6 separate regions of the Sus scrofa genome follow, and regions 1, 2, 3, 4 and 5 are each linked to region 6. The links are chromatin contacts, called in public HiChIP or PLAC-seq and promoter capture Hi-C maps. All regions are on one chromosome and are shown on one strand. Each heading gives the region's core, a stretch centred on a gene start, on an enhancer-like site or on the middle of the called end of the contact. The rest is flanking DNA. Distances are from core to core; before and after follow the strand shown.

Region 1 (2,789 bases), core at 67-2,566, 420 kb after region 6:
AACTTAAGTAATTATAAAACATTAGACATTTTTAATCCTAGAGGTTTTGGGTAGCGTTAGTATCAATGCATTTAACTACATAATGAAAACCAAATATTTTACCTCTCCAGAGTCCTCTGCTGTATCTCGCACTAGTCTTCGTTTGCTCAGTGTCTGGGCACATGACGAAACAGGCGCAAAATCATCTCCTGACGAAAGAAGTGCCCCAAACCTTCATTTTCTTCTAGATGTGCGTGCAGGAAGCTGCCAGTCCCCGAGCCCGAATAACTCAGTTTCCAGCCAAGGCACTTGGGATTTCTAACAGGTCTGTTAAAGACGAACTTGACTGCTACCCCGCACAAGACGCCTGGCGGGTTTAACCAAAGCCGCCCAAACCCACAACGCCCCAAACCGAGCACCCTCGTAAAGACGATGCACACAACGCACAGACTGAAGACCATTACATTAACCGAACGCGCGCTTGATCTCACACACGTCCCCAAGGACGTGGCAGGTGTCGGGATCCTCCGAGTAAGCAGAGCAAGACAACCCCGTTTCTTAAAACACGCAAGGTGCCCGCTGCTTTCGACGAAAAACTTCAGGAGACGGGCAGGCAGGCACACATCCGACCCGGAGAACAAGCCGCGAAGGAGGCAGCCCTTCGGGCCGGCGGCTCCAGCCCGCCCGCCGGGGCTGGGGGGCGCGGCAGCGGCAGCCGCGGGCACCTCAATGTCACCCGGGCGCGGGCGGCTCCGGTGGCCGGAGGAGCTGCCGCAGGCCGTGCACGGGCGCGGCCGGCCCGGCGTCCCCGGAGCGGCGTGGGCCCGGCCGCCCCCTCGGGGTGGCCGCTCTCCTCCCGCGGACCCCGGCGCCCAGGGCCGCCGGCGGGGCGCCTCTCCTCCCTCGCCGAGTCCGCCGGCGCGCGGGCACGGCCGCCGCCCGCGAGGCGCCCCCACTCCGCTGCCCGCCGCCCCGCCTGCTGGAGCGGGCGGGCGGGCAGGCAGGGGTGGGGTGGGCGGGTGAGCGCCCCGGGAACCCTCGAGAGGCGAGGGCGGGGGAAGCGGCCCCTCTAGCTGCGCCTTGGAAACAGCGCCCCTTGTTCTCGATGGTCTCGGCGCGGCTCTCCCGGCGGACGCCACTTCCGGTTCCTTTTAAAGGCCCCACGCAGAGCGGCGCGGCGCGTGCGGAGAAGGTATGAAAGGCGGCGCGCGGGCGGGACCGAGGAGGAAGGGGAAAAACTGGCGGGGGGGCGGGGGTGCAAAGGGCGCGCTCGCGCGTCACGTGACCGGGACGCGCCGTTCTTCCGTCGGCCATTTTAGGTGGTCCGCGGCGGCGCCATTAAAGCGAGGAGGAGGCGAGAGGGGCCGCCGCTGTGTCTTATTCTTTTTTAGTGCAGCGGGCGAGAGCGGGCGTGCGCGCCGCGCGAGAGTGGGAGGCGAGGGGGGCAGGCCAGGGAGAGGCGCAGGAGCCTGTGCAGCCGCGCGCGCCGTCTCTGTCTTGTTGTGTGCCTCGCGCGGCGGAGCGGGCGCGCGGCGGCGGCGGGGATTACTTTGCTGCTAGTTTCGGCTCGCGGCGGCGGCGGGTGTCGTCTCGGCGGCGGCGGCGGCGGTAGCGCTATGTCGGAGGAGCAGTTCGGCGGGGACGGGGCGGCGGCGGCGGCGACGGCGGCGGTAGGCGGCTCGGCGGGCGAGCAGGAGGGAGCCATGGTGGCGGCGGCGCCGGGGGCAGCGGCGGCGGCGGGAAGCGGAGCCGGGACCGGGGGCGGAACCGCGGCTGCTGGCACGGAAGGGGGCAGCGCCGAGTCGGAGGGGGCGAAGATCGACGCCAGTAAGAACGAGGAGGACGAAGGGTGAGTAAGGGGCGGCCCGGGATAGTCAGGCCCAGCTCCCCTCCCCCTCCCCGTGCCCCGCCATTAGGCCTCGTTCCCGCCCGGCCCGCGCGCAGCCTCGGCGCCCCGCGCGCCCCTCTCCGCGCCGGACTCCCGGGCCCGCGTCCCCTGCCCCTGCCCGCGGGCCGCCCCCTCCCCCATCCCACACGTTTCCACCTTTAGCCGTCACCATGCCGCTCCCGGCCCGCCCTCCTCCCCTCCCTCGCCTCGGGTCTCCTCCCACTGGCGGAGCCGCCGGGATTTTTTCCCGCCCGCCGAGGGGTTACCTTTTTTCCGCTGCCGCTGTCTTCTCGCGTCCCCGTTTTCTGAAGTCCCGGGCAGGACGGCGCCGGCGGACACAAAAGCCTTTATGCCCGGGCGACTCAGGCTTATGGGGTTGCCCTCACCCCGGCCTCCCGGGACGGCGAGTATTTATCAACACACGCTTCGGGGAGCGTGTAGGCTGTCCGGCGGCGCTCCTCCCTCTCGGCTTCAGGCCGAGCGCCTCTGAGTCGCGGGCGCGAGTTCCTCCGCGGCCTCCGCGTTCCCTCCGCACCGGCTGGCGCGGCGGCTCGCCCCGCGGCCCCTGCGCTGCGGCCGCCGGACCCCCGGGCCTGGTGGAGGGCGCCCGCGGCTGCGGCCGTTCCGCTCCGCCGGCTTTCCTTAAGTTGCCCGGCGGCGGGGCCTGCCCGGGGCTCGAGCCGTTCCGGCTCCCGCCGGCCGGCTGCCCTCCCCCATCCCGCCGAGCGAACTCTCCCGCGCACCTTTTCCGCGCCCTCCGCTCTTGGAGTCCCCAGCTGTTCGTAGGTTGTACTCTTGCCTCATTTTTTCTGTGTAGTTTCCGTTTTTCACAACCCACCCCGTGCGCAGGGTCCTTTTCTTTGGTCTCTCCTGGTGCTCTCTTTCCCGCTCTCTTAACCCACTTAAGTTAAAGGAGGCCCGC
Region 2 (2,700 bases), core at 17-2,516, 420 kb before region 6:
TGTCTTCAACGTGTTAGTCAAATATGGCTGCTGCACAACAAAACTCAGAAGTATGCACTATTAATTCACTTTAGTGGTCTGATATTAATCCAATTCAGCAGCAGTTCGGGTTAGTCTGATAGTTTGCTGACTTTCGTTTAAAAACCACAGGTTTGGGGAGTTCCCATCCTGGTGCAGCGGTTAACGAATCCGACTAGGAACATGAGGTTGCAGGTTCAACCCCTGGCCTTGCTCAGTGGGTTAAGGATCCAGCGTTGCGGTGAGCTGTGGGGTAGGTCGCAGATGCAGCTCCATCCCGAGTTGCTGTGGCCGTGGTGTAGGCCGGCGGCTACAGCTCCTATCTGACCCCTAGCCTGGGAACCTCCATATGCCGCAGGAGCGGCCCTAGAAAAGGCAAAAAGACAAAAAAAAAAAAAAAGCAAACCACAGGTTTGGGAGCTCCTGCTATGGCTCAGCAGCGACGAACCTGCCTAGCAGCCGAGCGGCCCTGCCCGGTGGGTTAAGGACCCTCACCGCTGTGGCTGTGGCGTCGGCCGGCAGCTGCAGCTCGGATTCAACCCGGAGCCTGGGGACTTCCGTACGCGTGCGCGAGGCCCTAAAAAGCAAATAAAAACAAAATAACATCCGTACTTTAGAATCGTGTGTGGGAAATGGCCAAGCCTCGGTCCCCCACTCCCTCCACGCTTTCACCCTGGGAGCGGGAACAGTCTTTACACCCAACATTAAACCGTCAGAACGAGGTTAACCATCTGCGTGTTCTTCCGTCAACAAGTCCGTGAGTCAATTCTCTAAAAGCAGGAAAACACTCACAGAAACGCGCTCCCCGCCTGCGCTCGGCGGGGTGGACATCACGGGAGGCTCCGGAAGCGCCGTCCTCCGAGGCCGTCGTTAGTATTCCAGAAGTTTCTACGGGTGAAGGGGAGCATCTGGCACTTGGAAAACCACAAAGTGGCATTTCCACCGTGATATTATGTCACTAAACAACGCTTCTATGCTGCCAGCACTGTTCCCTTTTTCCGTTTTGTATATATGACAGGCTCCCTCAGGGGGCAGCGAACCGCCGAAGCGCTGGCCGTCGCCCTGGGCGGAGACGCCCCGACGCCTGAAGGCTCGTCGCAGCGCTGCGCAGCGCCTCACCCACCAGAGGGCGCCCGCGCCGCCTCGCCCGCGCCCTCGCCAGTGCGCGGGCGCAGGCCCCGCCCCCTCGGCTGGCCCCGCCCCATTGTCGCGCGGCCGCGGCCCCCGCTCTTCAGGCCCCGCCTCCGCCCCGCCCCCTTGAGCAGCGCGGCGGCGGCGGCGGCAACATGGAGGGGGAGAGCACGTCGGCGGTGCTCTCTGGTTTTGTGCTCGGCGCTCTCGCCTTCCAGCACCTCAACACCGACTCGGACACGGTGAGCCGAGCGGCGGGGCGGGAGCTGCAGTCGCCTCGGAAGAGGCCCTGCGCGCGGGCCCCTCGTGGCCGCCTTGGCCCGGGTCCCGCCCGCGGGCTCCCCGACGACGGCGACGGGCCGGCCCTCTGCCCCCCGAGCCGCCCTCTCAGCCCCTGGGCGGCCCCGGAGCTGCCGCCCGCCCTCTGACCCTTCCTCTGGTCGCCGGCGTTCATTTCCGCGCCCGACCGCAGCGTCCCGCACGCCCCCTTGCTCTCCTGCCGCAGCTCGCCTTGTCGGGACTCACTCGGTGGAGGAGGAAGAGAGAGGTCGCGGGGGTCCTGTGCCCCGCCGGGAAGGGTGCGGGTTAACGCTCTCCTAAGACCCCCAGGGGTTTTCCCACCACTCTTGTTTTTTTCCTGCAGAACAGCTACTGTGCACGTTTGTTGAAAGGGTCGGCGGGTAAGGGAATGAGAAGCGGTGCATCCAGTGGCTATTTGGGGAGAAGTCTTAGATGAAAAAGATTAACGTGCTTAGAGGGTATCTTTGACTTTTGTTGGCATTGATAGCAAATGTGTTATATTGTGAGGCCTCAGCTAGTTCCTTGTGAGATGCTTTCCGTTAAAATTTAAGTATTTAAGTTTGTCTTCACATATTAGGTATTTAAATGCTTATTCCTTTTGCCCGTTCAAAACCTCTGGATGAAGTAGTGAAGGACTTTTTAAAAACACAGTGCTGGGAGTTCCCGTCGTGGCGCGGTGGTTAACGAATCCGACTAGGAACCATGAGGTTGCGGGTTTGATCTCTGCCCTTGCTCAGTGGGTTAAGGATGCGGCGTTGCCATGAGCTGTGGTGTAGGTTGCAGACGCGGCTGGGACCCCGCATTGCTGTGGCTCTGGCGTAGGCCGGTGGCTACGGCTCCGATTAGACCCCTAGCCTGGGAACCTCCATATGCCGCGGGAGCGGCCCAAGAAATATCAAAAAGACAAAAACAAAACAAAACAAAAAAACCACAGTGCTTATTTTTTAAAGCTTTTGTTTTTACATTTTTCTATCTTTTTTTTTTTCTTTTTTTTTTTAGGGCTGCACCCTTGACGTTTGGAGGCTCCCACGCTAGGGTCAAAACGGATCTGTAGCTCCTGGCCTACGCCACAGTCACAACAACACGGGATCCTCGCTGGTCTGCGACCTGCACCACAGCTCATGGTGATGCTGGATCCTTAACCACTAAGTGAGGCGAGGGATGGAACCTTCGCACTCATGGGTACTAGTCAGATTTGTTTCCACTGAGCCAGGATAGGAGCTCCTTTTATGAAATTTTAGACTGAAACTT
Region 3 (2,733 bases), core at 25-2,524, 380 kb after region 6:
GTTGCCATGAGCTGTGGTGTAGGTTGCAGAGGCGGCTCGGATCCCGCGTTGCTGTGGCTGTGGTGTAGGCCGGCGGCTACAGCTCCAATTCGACCCCTAGGCCTGGGAACCTCCATATGCCGCAGGAGCGGCCCTAGAAATGGCAAAAAGACAAAAAAAAAAAAAAGCAAAGTTACAGGTTTATGAACTGGGTGTAGACAAGGGTTGGTTACCACTGACATTCTAGGAGGAAGGTATTGGCTAAGAACTTTAGGCTTCCATTTTTGAAGAAAATGAACGGAATCTAGACATGTTTGCTAGCCTAATCCAGCAACGCACAGTGTGCAGTTCGGCCACTAAAAGCAGGAGTGGGAAACGGCAAAGATCAACCATTACTGCTTTAAGATACCTGGGCTACCCGAAAAGTCACACTTCAGTCTAGAAGCGTGGGACTAGAAGCCTCAAGGACAGCTAGACAGCGGCCACCACCTCGCCAGGTTCAACCCGGCACAAGGCGGGCGCACACCTGTCGGGCGACTGGGCGCACACCTGTGGGGGGGCCACACTGCCCTCCTCCGTCCCCTCTTCACCACCATCTCCATCTCTTCCCCAACCACCTGCCTCTAGCGGAAGGCGAGGACCCGGGAAGGTTAAGACAAGGCGGTGAGGCACAGCATCCCTGCAACCCGCCGCAGACTACGTCCTCCCACCCCAGAGCGGGTGCAAAGCCACACCGTCTCTCCCACGCCTCCGGTCTCCAGGGCGAGGTCTGCAACACTTTAAAATACTTCATTGTTTGAAAGCACAAGTAACTTCCCCGCTCCCTTCCGCCCCTCACCTTCACGAAAGCAATCGGGGTTGTGGTACCTTCGATATCTAACAGGATCACAGTGACTTCGGCGGGCACCGAAAGCACGACCATTTCCCTACCGGATGATACCACGGGAATCGGCCTACTGGTGGGGAGGGCGGCGGGCGGCGCCGGCGGCGGCGGCGGCAGCAGCGGGCGAAGCTTCCGACAGTCCCGCAAGGACCCCAGAGCGGGCAACCGCGCCCTGCCGACGCACGAGGCGGAGAGGACCCCTCCGCGGCCAAGGAAGCAGAGAAACCCGCAGGACGGGCGCCCAGAACTCGGGAGCGATCCGGGGCCGGAGGCCGAGACCACGTGGGTAGGGAAAGGGGCGGTCCTCCGGGGCCCCGAGGGGGCGGGGAGAGGCCCTGGCGCCGATGCCGATTGGCCGCTAGAGGGCCTCGCACCCGATCCGTCAAGATGGGCCTCGCGTGGGCGGGAACAAAGAGGCGAACGCGGGAGCCGGGTGCGCGGGCGCGCGCCCTCCGCAGACTGGTAGAGCGAGCGGGAGAGGCCCGGGGCACGTGCAGACGGGAGCCCCGCGAGTGGCGCGCCGGGGATGTGAGTGCCCCTTGCCCTCTACGGCACCTACCCTCCCTCCCCGCCCACTGCCTCCGCGTTTGCGTATTGACAGTAATCCGACCGGGCCCGCGCCCCTCCTCCCATCCTCAGCCAGCAACAGAGGCCGTTTGGGTCCCGGCCAGCCGAGCGGCGTGGGCCTGCGATCGGCCAGGGAGGCCCGCCGCGCCCCCTCGGCCCGCGCGCCCGTGGCGGAGCGGAGAGGCGCCCGTCCTGCGCCGCTGCCCGGAGGGGCCGCCGCGCGCCCGCTCCCTGGTCGGCTGGGTCCAGGCAGCTCGAGGACAACACGCGTGCGCGCGGCGGACGGGCGGGCGCGCTCGCCACCTCGGCTGCGGGCGCCGGGCGCAGTCCGCCTCTTCCCGGAGCAGCGCGCCCACGGGGCTCATTGATAGCAGCGGCAGCCGCAGCAGCAGCTCGGCACTGGGGATCCGAGGGCGGAAAGAGGCGGGGTTGGCGGCTCTTTGCTGGGAGTGGGCTGGACCGGACGCCAGAGACAAAGGCTCTCAAGGCAAGAGGGACTGTGGCCCTGGGACGGCGCTGCTCGGGATTCGTGACCCCAGGACTTCTCGCCCCGTCGTTTTTCTCTTCTGACGCATCCCTCTCCCCAAGCCCGCCTCCCCTCGGCCGCGACCTCACTCCTCCGCGGGAGGGCCGCGATGGAGGTCCCGCCCCGGCTTTCCCAAGTGCCGCCGCCATTGTTCCCCTCCGCTCCCGCTACTTTAGCCTCCCGCAGCCTCTCCCATTGGCGGCCGCGGGCGCCGCGGCAGCTCGCTCCGCTCCTCCCTTCGCTCGCTCCCAGCTCCGCCCGGCAGGGGGCGCGCCGGGCCCAGCGCCACGTCACCGCACAGCAGCCCTCGCGATTGGCCGGCGTGGCGGCTATAAAGGGAGGGCGCAGGCGGCGCCCGGATCTCTTCCGCCGCCATTTTAAATCCAGTTCCATACAACGCTCCGCCGCCGCCGCTGCCGCGACTCGGACTGCGCGCCCGCACCCTCCGGCCGACAACCCCGCCGCCATGGAGGACATGAACGAGTACAGCAACATAGAGGAGTTCGCAGAGGGGTCCAAGATCAACGCGAGCAAAAATCAGCAGGATGACGGGTACCGCACGCGTCTCCCCCCTCCCCCAGCGCCCCGCGCGCGCCCTTCGTCCCGCGGGGGCCGCGCGCTGCTCCCATTCTTGCCCCGAGCCGACGCCCCGCGTGCCCGCTGGGCCGCACTAGCTTGGAGGGAAGAGGAGAGGAGGAGACGGAGGGGGGTGTCTCGAGAGGCCCGCGGAAGGTGGGGGAAGGGCAGGGGGTTGGAGGCGGAGGGCGGCGGCGGCCGC
Region 4 (2,700 bases), core at 41-2,540, 390 kb before region 6:
AAAGGGCGTATGTATCCCCACCATACAATCTCTTACCTGTTCTCTTCCTGAAATTTATTTCCTCTCTCTCATGGAGTAGAGACAGATTTTAATGCAAAGGAAAAATGAAAACAGACTCCTTACAGAGAGTAGGTTTTGGCAGAGAAGCACAAAGTAGATTAAAGTGCATAAATGGTAGATTCCAGGGCCCATGTCACAATTTCGCCCTGATTTGGGACCTCGGATATCGAATTTGCTGCGGGGTTACTGTGAAGATGCTTCCTATCAAGTTCTACCCGAAGATCGTAAGCATGTCCCTGCCTCCTTTTGAGAACCCCCCCATCACTGTTGTACTGGACGTCCTCTTCAGTCTTAAAAAACTAGTGACAGGCCATGACAGATTCCCACTTACCTTGGAGAAACCTAAGGCCTAGACACCGGCGTCCATTAGCGAACGGTGTCATCTCCACCGACCCAAGCAGGGCTAAGCCAACGGCTGCAAGTCTACAAAGGAGCCTAGGATGTGGAGACTTTACCTGCATGAGTCCCGGGATCCGTAAGGCAGACAGCAGCATTCACGAAGTCTGTCGACTTTCTCCTCCCCAACCGGCTGCAAAGAGACACCACAGCCGCCATGGCCCCTTGCCCCTCCTCTTCCGTTTTCCAAAGCGCCGGACCAGCCCCTTCCGGTGTGCTTCCCCTGTGGGTCCGAGCACTCGGTTCAAAGGTTCCGCAGGCGAACGCGGAGAACCAAGAGCAGCTGAAGTTTTCGATGCGCCTGCGCAGCATCTTCCCGTTCTCCACTCCCACCCGGACTCCGCGCCGCCCGCTGGGGACGTTAACGATTGGACAAGGAGAGGGCGGGCTCTTATGCTTGTGCCTCCGCTTCCGGTTCCAGAGCCCCGATAATTGGTTGGTGGTCTTTCCCAAAGGTGGATGGAGACGCGAGCCCCGTTTCCACCTGCTGCTACCTTTCCCCTGTTGCTGCACTCACCCTTCTACTGGGGTTTGGCGGCTGGGTCACTGGAGACGACGTTCGGGGAGGGCCCTCAGCCCCTGCCATGGATGATGGCGGTTCCCGTATCCGCCGGCGGGTGTCTGTCCGCAAAAGGAACCGATTTAGCACAGAGAGCGTTTTGGCCGCCCCCACCGCAGCCGAGCTTAAGCCCGGTGATGAGAAGGAAGAGGAGGAAATGGTGGCTGGGAGCCGGCGGCGGAAAACCGTGGACGTGCAGCCAGTCGAGGTACAGCCCCATCACCCCTCAAATTCCTCTGAGTTTCTTGTTCCATTTCCCACCCTTGGGATGAGGAGACACCAGGTCTCCCAGTGCGCATGCTCAATGGAAGAGTAGGCGACCAGCTGCAGGGGGCGTGGATCTTGAAACAAAAATTGGCAGATCCATTCCCAGGTGCAAACGCCAGCTGCCCAATTATCTGCCAGCGTTCAGGTGCTCACCTCGTTTTTGTTATCGATGTTAATCTCACTTGTGAGGTATTGCACTGTTGGCCCGTTTTTTATATATACATGTAAATAAAACATAGACCTCAAGACATACAAGTTGTACGCACAGCAAGTGTGGCATGCTGAAATGCATGTGGCATGACTGAAATGCAAACCTAGCCTTTCAAGTTTATGCCACTTAACCTTTCTCCGCCCCCGTTTCTTCATTTGTAAAATGGGAATGATAGTTTCTATTTAAGAGGATGATTTACATTTTGGTCTGTGATACATATATAACCATGTAACGATGTATCTGAGAGAGCCCTTGGCTGAAATTTTTATTCTTTTTTTTTTTTTAATGGTTGCACGCACGGCATATGGAAGTTCCTGGGCCAGGGACTGAATCAAAGCCGCAGTTGTGACAATGTCAGATCCTTTAACCCAGTGGTCCTGGCTGGGGATGGAACCCATGCCTCCGCAGCACCCAGAGTGCTGCAGTCGGATTGGTAACCCATCTGCGCCATATCAGGAACTCCCGAAACCTTTTTTTTTTTTTTTTTTCTTTGTCTTTTTACTATTTCTCTGGCCGCTCCCACGGCATATGGAGGTTCAAATCAGAGCTAGAGGTCAAATCGGAGCTGTAGCCACAGGCTTATGCCAGAGCCACAGCAACGCGGGATCCGAGCCGAGTCTGCTTACCTACACCACAGCTCACGGCAATGCTGGATCCTTAACCCACTGAGCAAGGCCAGGGATCAAAACCGCAACCTCATGGTTCCTAATCGGATTCGTTAACCACTGAGCCACGATGGGAACTCCTCCGGAAACCTATTCATGAAGCTAGAATTGACCACAGATCTTTTGTTTTCTTTCCAGAATATTGACAGTGAAGAGGACATGTTTGGTGACTATGATAGTTTTGCTGAAAACTCTTTTTTAGCTCAAGTTGATGACCTGGAACAAAAATATATGCAAATTCCAGAACAAGAGGAGCATGCTACAGATCATGCCCCTGAAGATCTTTGTTCAGAAAGCATTAAACACAGCATCCTCAGCAGTAACACTGTAGGCGACTTCACTGGAGTAAAAACAGAGGAGCACACAAAGAACCAGAGTGGGCATGAAGATGTCGCTACTGAACCTGAAGCTGATCTTTTGTATGATGTACCTTCTTCACAGATGTTATTCTTTGAACATTTGCACAGCTCTTCAAATAACTTGGGCGATCCATCTCTTAAAGAGAGGGATAGGGGTTCATCCTCTCACAAGACTGTGAATGA
Region 5 (2,700 bases), core at 15-2,514, 290 kb before region 6:
CTGTGAATGGTCTTCTATCTCTTTGAAGTCCCAAACCCCTTCCCCCTTCTCCTTAGTCCAGAAGGCCATATATAATGCATTTTTACCTTTGAGTGTTCTCATATTTGGAATCCCTATACATATGTAATGAAACTTTACTTTCTCCTCTCAATCTGTCTGCAATTATTTTTGAGACCAGCCAGAAGAAACTAGAAGGGCAGAGGAAAACTTTTTTCCTCCCCAACAGAGGTAGGTCAGACGCGGAAGTAACAACCTGGACTTTTGACTTTGGGGGGAGGGGCAGTCTTCCAGGACTGAGCCAGCAACCTGCAGAAATCTGATGCAAACTCCAGATGGATAGTGCCAGAACTATGTAAAATTATAGGACACTCAGGTATTGCAGAATTGCTTGATGTGTGGAAAACACATACATCTGGGGTCTCAAGTCAAGCAGTGTTGTAGTATTGAGAGTAAACACACACAGGAGGAAGTGTGTTTTTTCCTTTACAATTATGTAATAAAATTTCCCAGTGTCTTGAAATCTGTCTTCAATTGAACAAATTGTGAGTTTTGTAAATTTATTAAGGGCCACCCCCTTAACACCACCACTGGAGACTCAAGATATCACAGAATCACTGTTCAGGTTTCAAAGGAAGCCACTTAAAGCCTCTATACAAAAAAAAAAAAAAAAAAAAAAAACCATTCCCTAGAATATAAGAATTCCAATGAGCAACTTGACCACGGTCACTCACTAAGTGGTTAAATGGGACAATACATATACAGTGCCTGTAACAGTGCCTGGCACCCCGCGCTGCCCAATAGCTGGCTATGATCATGCAGCTCAAACCAAATGTTCTCGCTGCAGTCTCTTGGCATCCCACACACTCGCTGCCTCTGGATTACACTAACCCCTTTGAAATGATTACCAAATTTAAGATTTTCACTTGCATAATGAACGACCCTCACCTCAGCAGGGTTTTAATTTACATTCTTGGTTTGGCCTCTTCGTGCTCTTTCAAGCTTTGCAAATGTAACGCCTGACTGCGAATACTGGGTTCAGCAGGAGGTTTTGTTCTATTACACATTTTGATGACAGGAATTTCTTTACCTGAAGAACCCCCTCACAGGGCAAGGTGACCACGATAATTTCCACTTCACCTTACTCAAAAAGCTCGCGCCACCCAGCCGCCGGGACTGGACAGGCACGGACGGTCCCGCCGGCGGACGCCACCGCGCATGCCTGCGGGGACGCGGACGCGCGGGAGTGACGTCAGGCCAGCGCGCCGGAGCTCTCCCGAGCGCCATGCTAGGCGCGGGCGGCGCGGGGCTCGCGCGGGCGTTGCGGGCCAGGACGCAGGCGTGGCTGTGGGGTTGGCGTGGCCGCTCGCTGGCCTTGGCGCGCGCGGCCGGCGGCCTCCACGCGTGGGGCCGGCAGCCCTCGGCCGGGCGCGAGCCGCGCGGGCGGCGGCGGAGTCTGTCGGCGGCGGCAGTCGTGAACGCGGCGCCCCGCCCGCTGCAGCCCTACCTGCGCCTCATGCGGTTGGACAAGCCCATAGGTGAGTGCGGACGCGCGCGGCGGGCCGGGCGCTGCCGGCGCCGCAGTGGGAGTGACTCCCGGAAGCCGACTACCCCCAAGACACCCGAACGGGGCGAGCTCCCAAGCGACCAGGCGGCTTCCACGCCCCTCTGAGTCCTAAGCAAAAAATTCGCTTATCACAAAGCCTAGTTCACGTGGTGAGTCGCGCGGAAATTCCGTGCCCGTATCCCTGCGTCTGCGCGGATTTCCAGAATGGAAGCGCTTCCACATTCGTTGTGGTTCATTCTTCCCAGGATCCAGTGAGGCTCCCGAGCAAGTGTTTGAGATGATAAAGACGCTGAGGCAACTAGGGCTTTTTGGCAGAGCGGGCTTTTTGGATGCTGAGTGTTTTAGTACTCTGCCTGCGCCACGAAGATTTAATTCATTCAAATGCAGCGGGTACAGCACTTAGGGACTACTTACTAGTTCACCATCTCCTCTTAAGGGAGGGTTTCCCTGATCTTCCCATGTAGAATATCACCTCCCTCTATCTTTGTACCCTCCCGTTTTTCTTCTTAGCACTGGCCACTAAGTAACCTCACGCATTTATTGTTTGATAAATGTGTCCACTACAGAATAAGCCTCCCTTATATGGTACATTTATAACTAGTGTCTAGAACAGAGCCTGGCAGTAGCACTGAATGAATTAGTTCCTTCAACATCGCTTAGCCTTGGGTTTAGAAAAAGCGATGGAAACGCTGCATTTTCAAAGAACCCCCGGTCTAGTTAAAAAAGACAAAGTATTGGGTGAGGTGGGAAAGTATGGGATCAAATATAAGTGATACAGATAAGAGATGCAGCAGGGAAAAGAGTAATTATTGTGATTCTCCATTGCTGGAAAAAAAAAATCAAGTAGAATGTGCACCTCAGGACAAGTAGATTTTGTAGAGAAGGAAAGAGCTCTTAATTGGTGAGGGAAATATTTTTGCCAAGACCCAAGGGTGGAGTGTTGGAACGCTAAGGATACAAGCTGATGTGGAACCGCAGGTGGGCAGAGGATATAGTGGGAGTCAAGGCCAGATAAGAGCTGGACTGAAGAAGGATGGACAGACAGTTGGTAGGGAGGGTAGAGGCTGAACTCCAGGTGATCTGGATGATGGCATTTACGTTGCAGTGAGTTGAAATACATCCAAATGCCTAGATAA
Region 6 (2,700 bases), core at 194-2,693:
TTCCATCCACTTTTCTACTTCTGATTTCAATGGCCTATACCAGACTGGACGACAGATGCGGGTTCAGATTAGACGGGCCTGAAAACAACACCCACTTTTGAGCCAAAGGAAACATCCTTGCCATGATAAGATACATCCTGAGTGCGACTAGGCTTGCAGAGTGCAGCCTAAGGATACTGAACAACTACCAATGATAGGCAGTGAAAATCCGAAATCAAGAGTCCCCTGCGGGCCCCGCCGGGCACAAAAGCCCCTCCATAGGCCGTCTTGCTTCACAACGACCTCCCCCAGCCCCCTCCCACTACTATCTTGTTCTAAAGAAAAGTAAAAAATCAAATTAAATTTTAAAAAAACCCTTTAGTCTCCTAGGCCTTCCCTGATCTCCAAAAAGCAGACACAGGCAAATTCTAACTAAGGAAGTGAGGGAATGCGGGGGGGGGGGGGCAGTTAAGCCAGAGAGCACGAACGATAGTTCCATGATAAGACAGAGTCCAAGATCCTCCTCAAGGGCTGTACGTAATAGCCTGATGGCTATCTTTAAGTTGTTCTGCAAAAACTAACCCCTGCCCAGCTGGAAGATAGTGACTAGTCGCTGACCACAAGCACTTGGACCCAATTTATTGGAACCAGAAGCCTGATGATTGACATTCTCCAAACACCACCCTGTTACCTCACTCCCACTCAATCCGAATAAATTCATGCACTCCGCAGCCTTTACCCCAAGACTGCTTTTCAAAACTCTACAAGCCCATCGAGGAATTTAGGTCTTTTGAGCATGGACCCCGGTTCTCCTTGCTTGGCACTGTGCAACTAACGCCGAACCACAACCTGGTCAGTAAACTGGCTTTGCAGCGCGGTGGGGGAGCGAACTCGAGTTCAGTTCACTAACAAAACTGATCTGCACACATCGCCCGGGCGAGCCCCACACTCTAATCGATGAAAGCTCACGCCTTCAACGGCACTTCTAAACTGCATTCCCTTCCCCTGCAGTAAGACGCCGACAGGAAGCAAGACTCCTTTAACTCGTGCTAAACGCTGTCGGGCAGCGGTAAGCCGTGAGAATGCAAAGCCGCCAAAGGCACCGAGCACCAAGGTGAAGAACGGCCTTCGCTCTCAAGGTTGCCCAGTCCCTCCGCCCAGTCCCACGCTACGCACGTCGCGCCACGTCGCGGGGGACGCCCCGCCCGGCCCCGCCCCCGGCCTGCAGCCAGCCGGCCGTGCTGGGAGTTAGCGCGGCGGCCGCTCTCACGCACTGGTGGAAGGAGAGGCCCCGCTCGCGGCTCAGCACGGTGTCCCGGGTGCTGCAGCCCACTGCCGAGCAACTTCGGGTCATCTTCTTGTTAGGTGGCGCTCCACGGTCGGTGCTCCTTCGACGGCATGAAACGCTACAAAGTTAGCTCCGCCCGCTGACTGGGCGCCTACGACCTTTATTTATTGGAAAGGCGGGATCTTAAGGCGCAAGACTCCCACCCTTCTTTTCGGGGGGCGCTGCGCCTGCCGCCGTGGCCAATCACAGGCCACGTTTTGCCCCAGCAGCCAATCAGAAAGACCAGAACGATTACGACGCCATTGGGCCGCCCCTCCCTCGCTGGTCGAGGGTGGTTAGTGGAAGCAACCGCCATGGGTTCCTTTTCATCCGCGCTGACTAAATCCATTGCCATCGCGCTTCTTGTGAGGCCCAGAGGGAGCATGCGAAGGGGAGAGGCAGCACCAAAGTTGAAGCGAATCCATAGGCGTACCAGTGTGTCTCCGGGTGCGAGCTCTGAAAGTGGCTGGAGGGTGTGATGGAGGGGGATAAACGCGGCGCCCTAGCAATGTAGAAGACAAAATTGGACCCCAAGTGAATTATTTGCTGAGAGGCATGGCATTTCTTTGCATTTTATTTTGTAGTTCCTTGATGCGGAGACAATGGTGTGGTTGACCGTAGGTGTGTGTCCTCGGAGGAGCTTGGATGAGAATCTCACATGAAGATAAGTCGACTTTTAATTCAACGAACCCTTTTCTGCAAAAGCTTGTGCCCCAGTGGGGGAATTAAGGAGGTAAGAAGGGGGCTCTCGGGGAAACGCACTGTCTAGTGGGGACCCGTCAGTAGCCTTACCGACAGGGGCAATGAAATGGTTTTGGTTGGGATGTGGATGGCTTTCAGGAGTGAGACGATCATGCATAGAAGGACGTCTTTGTTAAGCTCTTCGTGTATACGGTATGAGGTTTCAGGTCTCATAGAAGAAAAGTGGGGCCAAGTAGGGCCTAGTTTCTCTTTTGCATCTTTAAAGAGGTCCTTAGCATATTAAGTGGTATCGTTCCTGCCTAACGTTGCAGGCCCATCATAGAGAACAGAAATGTTTGTAATTTGTTCATTTCTGTCTCTAGCTGGCAAGAATGAGTCTAGCACTTCCAAGCAAGATTGTTCTTTTTCCCTTTTTTGTTTGCTTTATCCAGAGTCTAGCCAGAAAGATTCATCTCAAGGTATTACTTACAATTGCTTTCCTTTATCATACGCTTATATCTTACTTGAACGCAGTTAACGTAATTTTTGCTCATGTATTTTCGTTAAAAGTTACAAAGCCTAAGATAGTCCATGAATTTGGGGGAAATTGGTCCATGGGGTTTACTTAGCTGCGGGCTGTGCTAAGGGTAGGACCTGGATTTAAAACACCGTCAGTTGTTTAGACTGTTAGAAACTTTTATTTAGGGCCAAAC

Evidence for each region. Promoter capture Hi-C pulls out the DNA fragments that hold promoters and counts their contacts. HiChIP or PLAC-seq counts read pairs in DNA pulled down with a chosen protein or histone mark.
Region 1: a promoter capture Hi-C map of fetal skeletal muscle shows a contact between it and region 6, with 4 times the contacts expected there. The contact joins the promoter of LOC110255270 here to the promoter of THAP9 in region 6. A contact is called at or near these places in 3 of 5 promoter capture datasets (fetal liver, fetal skeletal muscle and liver), 3 of 47 Hi-C or Micro-C datasets (alveolar macrophages, heart right ventricle and skeletal muscle) and 2 of 2 datasets of contacts at active chromatin or transcription factors (alveolar macrophages and skeletal muscle).
Region 2: a contact with region 6 is called in an H3K27ac HiChIP or PLAC-seq map of alveolar macrophages. The contact joins the promoter of ABRAXAS1 here to the promoter of THAP9 in region 6. A contact is called at or near these places in 1 of 47 Hi-C or Micro-C datasets (skeletal muscle) and 1 of 2 datasets of contacts at active chromatin or transcription factors (alveolar macrophages).
Region 3: a promoter capture Hi-C map of liver shows a contact between it and region 6, with 4 times the contacts expected there. The contact joins the promoter of HNRNPDL here to the promoter of THAP9 in region 6. A contact is called at or near these places in 2 of 5 promoter capture datasets (fetal liver and liver), 8 of 47 Hi-C or Micro-C datasets (alveolar macrophages, blood, embryonic fibroblasts and 3 more) and 1 of 2 datasets of contacts at active chromatin or transcription factors (skeletal muscle).
Region 4: a promoter capture Hi-C map of fetal liver shows a contact between it and region 6, with 3 times the contacts expected there. The contact joins the promoter of MRPS18C here to the promoter of THAP9 in region 6. A contact is called at or near these places in 3 of 5 promoter capture datasets (fetal liver, fetal skeletal muscle and liver), 6 of 47 Hi-C or Micro-C datasets (blood, heart right ventricle, liver and 3 more) and 2 of 2 datasets of contacts at active chromatin or transcription factors (alveolar macrophages and skeletal muscle).
Region 5: a contact with region 6 is called in an H3K27ac HiChIP or PLAC-seq map of skeletal muscle, with 9 times the contacts expected there. The contact joins the promoter of COQ2 here to the promoter of THAP9 in region 6. A contact is called at or near these places in 12 of 47 Hi-C or Micro-C datasets (alveolar macrophages, brain, epiblast stem cells and 8 more) and 2 of 2 datasets of contacts at active chromatin or transcription factors (alveolar macrophages and skeletal muscle).

What each region holds. Positions count from the first base shown.
Region 1 is chr8:135,843,249-135,846,037 of Sscrofa11.1, forward strand. LOC110255270 reads right to left here and starts at 1,317. Exons shown (of 2, transcript XM_021101889.1): 1 at 103-1,317. The coding sequence starts at 1,293. The coding sequence ends at 712. HNRNPD (heterogeneous nuclear ribonucleoprotein D0) reads left to right here and starts at 1,244. Exons shown (of 7, transcript XM_021101885.1): 1 at 1,244-1,828. The coding sequence starts at 1,596.
Region 2 is chr8:135,001,031-135,003,730 of Sscrofa11.1, forward strand. It overlaps ABRAXAS1 (BRCA1-A complex subunit Abraxas), which reads left to right and starts at 1,267. Exons shown (of 8, transcript XM_005656571.3): 1 at 1,267-1,391. The coding sequence starts at 1,305. GPAT3 (glycerol-3-phosphate acyltransferase 3) reads right to left here and starts at 1,110. Exons shown (of 13, transcript XM_003129347.5): 1 at 811-1,110.
Region 3 is chr8:135,801,256-135,803,988 of Sscrofa11.1, forward strand. It overlaps HNRNPDL (heterogeneous nuclear ribonucleoprotein D-like), which reads left to right and starts at 1,275. Exons shown (of 9, transcript XR_002346906.1): 1 at 1,275-2,507. It overlaps ENOPH1 (enolase-phosphatase 1), which reads right to left and starts at 1,078. Exons shown (of 6, transcript NM_001243830.1): 1 at 818-1,078. The coding sequence starts at 901.
Region 4 is chr8:135,025,429-135,028,128 of Sscrofa11.1, forward strand. It overlaps MRPS18C (28S ribosomal protein S18c, mitochondrial), which reads right to left and starts at 1,291. Exons shown (of 7, transcript XM_003129356.5): 1 at 974-1,291; 2 at 516-679. The coding sequence starts at 615. It overlaps HELQ (helicase POLQ-like), which reads left to right and starts at 690. Exons shown (of 17, transcript XM_013989417.2): 1 at 690-1,223; 2 at 2,297-2,700. The coding sequence starts at 1,041.
Region 5 is chr8:135,129,222-135,131,921 of Sscrofa11.1, forward strand. COQ2 (4-hydroxybenzoate polyprenyltransferase, mitochondrial) reads left to right here and starts at 1,265. Exons shown (of 7, transcript XM_003129357.5): 1 at 1,265-1,535. The coding sequence starts at 1,283. It overlaps LOC102167078 (a long non-coding RNA gene), which reads right to left and starts at 1,217. Exons shown (of 8, transcript XR_001304089.2): 1 at 1,088-1,217.
Region 6 is chr8:135,419,290-135,421,989 of Sscrofa11.1, forward strand. It overlaps THAP9 (DNA transposase THAP9), which reads right to left and starts at 1,444. Exons shown (of 5, transcript XR_002346893.1): 1 at 1,254-1,444. LOC100737511 (a long non-coding RNA gene) reads left to right here and starts at 1,552. Exons shown (of 5, transcript XR_002346894.1): 1 at 1,552-1,753; 2 at 1,891-2,700.